2 separate regions of the Zea mays genome follow, and region 2 is linked to region 1. Evidence: chromatin contacts called from public Hi-C data. All regions are on one chromosome and are shown on one strand. The core of a region is the stretch at or near the end of the contact, and the rest is flanking DNA. Distances in the headings are between cores, read along the strand shown. Region 1 holds the start of LOC100284241. Region 2 holds the start of LOC100274523 (UDP-glycosyltransferase 83A1).

Evidence for each region. A called contact is a pair of places that touch in the nucleus more often than the background predicts.
Region 2: a Hi-C map of ear shows a contact between it and region 1, with 2.0 times the contacts expected there. The contact joins the promoter of LOC100274523 here to the promoter of LOC100284241 in region 1. A contact is called at or near these places in 2 of 25 Hi-C or Micro-C datasets (ear and leaf).

The regions. Positions count from the first base shown.
Region 1 is chr1:284,566,404-284,568,984 of Zm-B73-REFERENCE-NAM-5.0, reverse strand. It overlaps LOC100284241, which reads left to right and starts at 1,303. Exons shown (of 4, transcript NM_001157136.2): 1 at 1,303-1,712; 2 at 1,888-2,127; 3 at 2,253-2,286. The coding sequence starts at 1,337.
Region 2 is chr1:284,773,704-284,776,284 of Zm-B73-REFERENCE-NAM-5.0, reverse strand. It overlaps LOC100274523 (UDP-glycosyltransferase 83A1), which reads right to left and starts at 1,295. Exons shown (of 2, transcript NM_001317058.1): 1 at 701-1,295; 2 at 1-605. The coding sequence starts at 1,172.

The DNA.
Region 1 (2,581 bases), core at 54-2,553:
GTGAGTTTAAAAGGCTGAATGCTCATTTTACGCATCCTAGTTTGTGCTCTACTGAAATGAACTGTCGACCACGGCCCCGCAAAAAACATAAGCGCAACTCTTTTTGCATGTTGCTTGTGTTTCTTCTTGCCGAGACTACCAGTACTCGGACAGATAACCTAACATACTACGGAGGTAACTTAACCTACTTAACACTATCGACTGCTATGCTAGTAGTACTTAGGTACAAAGGTGCAAGCGATCCTTTGATTCTTTATAACATGATCCAACCATAGTTGTATTGTGGTTTGTTAGAGATTTTTTAAAGCTACTTGAGCCGGTGGTGGAAGAGTTTAAGTGTTAAACGTGACATGGTTAGATCATGATTTAACATATCAAGAGTCATACACGCTTGCATTTAGGGATTGCTTACATAGAAGTTGTTGCCATAAAAATTGGAAATTTATTTAGATGTGCATCAAACATTTCAAGGTGGTTTATTAACCATTGGTGCATTTAGGGATTGCTTACATAGACCTGGGGCTGGGGCATGTTTGTTGGTTTGGGTTTCAGGCTTTCAGCCACCACAAAATCTGTAGTGTCCGGAGTCCTCACACTTAGGCCTGGGCAAAAAGAACCGGAACCGAGGAACCGAACCGAAATAACCGAGAACCGGAACCGAACTAACCGAACCGAAGGAACCGTTATGAATTTCGGTTCTGGTTTTTTGAGAACCGAAATAAATGAGATATTTTCGGTTCTGCACTCCAAAGAACCGAAAGAACCGAAAAACCCAAAAGTATTAGATTCAATTTGTTACATGTGTTTGTAACTTCGGATGTTGTGTTATTGACTTATGTTGAATCTCTAATCATCCATGTATTATCTATGAAATTATAGTCATTGTGCACTTGTTGTTGTTTGTGGGGAGATGTTGCTGAAATTTCTCACAAAAGTTGTCGTTATTCATAATTTTAGAGTGGCTGTTACAGTTCGGTTAGAACCAAGGAACCGAACCGAAGAACCGAGAACCGAACTAGTCGGTTCTGATTTCTTTATCTTGCTATTTCGGTTCTAGTTTTTGAAGAACCGAATTTCTACAAGAACCGAGGAACCGAACCGAACCGAACCGAACCGAAGAACCGAATGCCCAGGCCTACTCACACTGTCACACAGAGTACTGTTGTTTCTTAAAATAAAATACTCCTACAGTACTGATCGCATTTACTGCGGCCCTGGTGGACCCCGTCGCGCAGTGGTACAGCACTGGCCAGCGTGTCTGCCATATTGCCATGCCAATGCCATGACCCAGCCAGCCCCACAGGCAGGCACTGGCCATGCGTTTTTTTGACCGTTCATGAAAAGCCACACTGCCTTCTGGCACTGGCGCTGGTCCGCTGGACAGGGTGCGCAGCGGCTGCGTTGGAACGGAGTGCACTGCGTCCCTCCCGTCCCGATGCTACGGGACACGCCACCCACAGAACTGGGCGCTGTCCAAGCTGCTGCATTTAAATCCTCCTCCTCGTCACTTGAGTTCAAGGCTTCAAGGGAAGCGAGACTGCGAGAGAGAGAGAGAGAGTTGTACAAGGCTCGTCGCCGGCCGCACTGTAGGGGTACCTTGAGCCTGTTCACCGCCGTCGCCTGCCGCCTCACATCCACAGCATCCATGGCCGACACAGCTCGCCTCTTCATGCTGGTGGCGGTGGCCACGGCGGCGCTCGCCGGCCGCTCAGGTGTGTTACGCGCCCCTCCCTCCCTCCTCTTCCTCTCTCGCTGATTTTATAGCCACACGCCGTGGGTGGGTTTCCATCCTCTCGCAATCCTTTTTTTTCTTTCTTTCTGAAACTCGTCTCCCGCCGCCGCTGGCTGTCATTATTGTCTCTCGTGGCCGTCCCTGGAACCCGGAAGACGGCGCGTGGTGCGTGTGCCGGTCGGACCTGGCGGACAGCGCGCTGCAGAAGACGCTGGACTACGCGTGCGGCGGCGGCGCCGACTGCAAGCCCATCCTGCAGAGCGGCGCCTGCTTCGCCCCGGACACCGTCAAGGCCCACTGCTCCTACGCCGCCAACAGCTTCTACCAGCGCAACGGCCAGAACCCGCAGGCCTGCGTCTTCTCCGGCACCGCCGCGCTCAGCAACGTCGACCCGAGTGAGTCAACCGCACGCGCACGCGCACGCGCACGCGCAGCTCGTTTTTTCGGACGCTCGGTTGGGGTTCCTTCCTGACGCCGCGTTTTGACTCCCCCTCACACTGTCTCTCTCTCGTGGCTGCAGGCGCCAATGGCTGCACGTACCCTGCGACCCCAAGGTAATCCTTGCACGGCATTGCCACTTCTCGCACTCCTTTCTCGATTTTGTTGACAGACAGATATAATTAGTAGTAGAGAACTAGAGATATATAGAGGGCATGACATGCTGTCGTTTGTTGCTAGCGCTAGCATTTCTTGCCACGAGCACGAAACTGAACTGGCTTATTTACCAATGAAAGCAAAAAAAGCCATCGGATATTTCCCAACCCATTTAACATTTTTAACTCAACTGATTGAAAGACGATAGGTATTGGTTCCGGGAAATGCCGCATCTTGCAGTAGCAACTCTCTGGA
Region 2 (2,581 bases), core at 46-2,545, 210 kb before region 1:
GGAGTTCCACCCGCAGTGCGTGACGAAGCACGCCACCGAGGGGTGCGCGAGCACGCGCTGCTGGGGAGCCCAGCCGACGACCAGGCCCCTGCCTTCTCCAACGCGGCGCCGGAACCCGTCGAGCCAGCGCTCGCCGACGCCGTCGGCGAAGTTCGGCCGGACCACCCACAGGAACGGCCGCCCCGTGAGCGCCAGCCCGTCTGCCAGCTCCTGGAGCCGTTCCGCGTCGAACACCGTCAGGCTCCCGAACGCCACGTACACGACCGAGCCGGGAGCCTGCGCGTCGAGCCAGCGGAGGCAGGCCTCGTCTTGCGCCCAGAAATGGCCGGCCGCCGCCGCCGACGACACCGACTTGGGCGCCTCCAGCGGGCCGATGGCGACCGCCGGTACGGGGAGGCGGGCCAGCGCCACGGACTCGACCTCCTGGAACGTGTTGCAGACGATGGTTTCGGCGAGCGATAGTGTCGGGTTGGTCGTGAGCGTGCTCTGGATCATGGCTCTCCGTGACTCTGGGCTCTTGCCGAGGCTGGTCCAGGGAAGCTTGGAGGCGTCGATGGCCGGCATCTTGGAGTCTAGCTGGACCCTCTCGTTCCTTCTCACGTTCCCTGCGAACGTAGCACCATCATCACGTACGTTCTGATCTTACGACGACGTGGTTTGCTAGAGTAATGACGACGGCTCTGGGGCTCTGGGCTCTTACCTGTTTCGTCGAGGATGCCATCCTCTAGCATCCGGGGAAGTTGCATCCTCAGCGCGAAGGTGGCGGCCGAGTAGGTGGAGAAGAGAGCGACACGCACGCCCACCGTGTGGACGAGCTCCAGCGCGAAGCTCATGGACACGTCGGCCACCACCCACCTGATGTCCCTGGACCTGATCGTCTCCTCGAGGCCGCCGAGCATCGCCGCCGGCAAGCCGTCGAGCACCTTGCCGATGTCCGTGCGGTCGCCGTCGGGGTCCATGCCGTCCGGGAAGGAGACCAGATGGATCCCGCCAGCGGGGGTCGCTCCTGCCATGGTCGCGAGGATGCGGGCATGGTTGAAGTCTGTGTTCACGAAGACGACCTCGAAGCCGTGCTCGACGAGCCGGTGGGAGAGCTCCATGAGGGGCATGACGTGGCCCTGCGCGGCGAAGGGCAGCATCATTACACGAGGCCGATGAGGAGCCGCCGCCATGGAGCAGGGTGGCTGAAGACACTCTTGGAGTTTGACGTGCTGGTAAACGGCTGCTGGTCGGCTACAGCTACAGGGCGATCGTGAGCTCCGAGCTGCACTGTCAGTGTCACTGCTCAGAGGTCGTGTCGCTTGCAACGGCCCACTCCTTGTGGATAGGAGGTGCATAAATAGCCGCCTGTGGCTGAATAGGAAGGCGAACTCATCGACACAGATGCGTCATGCCTTGCATCAGAGGAATGGACTAACGTCTAGCGCTATCTTTGCGCGGCGCTAGAGAACAAGCCATCGGAACTGTACCCCAAAAAAAATGTCAACAGGATATATTCCCAAAAAAGAATTTGCAGTATTCTAAATAAGTGCAATTATAGCATTAAAAAATTGTTTCTCAATGATTGTACTTTTAGTCCACGAGTAAAAATGTATTTTCGATCCCTAAACTTGTGCTATTGTATCAACACGATCCATAAACTTTTAAAATATATCTCTTAAAAGTTCAATATCTATTTAGGTATCTGTTACGTCCAAACAAATCCAAACAGACCTAATAAGAGATCTTTCCCTTCTTCATCCTCGAGCCGACACAGGGGAGGGGCGCACGTCCGAGAGAAGAGCGGAGCTCTCTGCGTAGTCACGGACGGTTTGGTGCCTGAGGACCAAGGTCCTATACTCCTATTCCATACGAGCAGGTTCCAGAGATTGTTTAGTCCAAAAATATGTCAACAATGGCACAATAAGTTCACTTTCTTGAGAGGTCAGGGATTGTTTGCAAGTCTGTGGCAGTGTGTGATTCCATTAACCATGTGGATTGAATTATTTAAAGATTGGAGTTTGGATATGAGGATGATGATGGGTTTTCGCCAAAACGCCGTTTTGGTCAACTAACTATTAATTCTATTGCATTTAAACACCCTCTAAGTTGCTGGAGATAATCTTAGGCTTTGTCTTTTAGGTTATCATGTTTGATTATTTTTGCTAGCTTTCCATTTAATGAACCGTGCGTCTATAATGTTTTTAAGCCTGGTTTCCCTCACAACCCGGTCGTTTTTATTCTTTGAAAATTAAAAGATAGAGCTCCTAATATCGCATTTAGAAAAGGCCCTAGGACAATTTAGATTGGATTTTCCCCTGGAATATTTTCCACGGCAATTCATGGCATCAAGCGGCAGTACAAAACGTTGTGCTGGTAGCCATAGCGCGAATGCCTCGATGAATGAGGGGCTGGCGGCCGGTTCTGGCGTAGGCGAGCAGCACTGACGAATCAAAGAACTGTCGAAGCTGTGCTGTGCTGCACAAGGCAGCGGTGGAGAAACGCAGTCTGTGGAGGCAGAGAGAATGGCTGGCAGTTGACGGAAACTGACCATCAGTTTGCAGCAGATGTTGAGCGCATGACGCCACAGACTGCGTGTCTA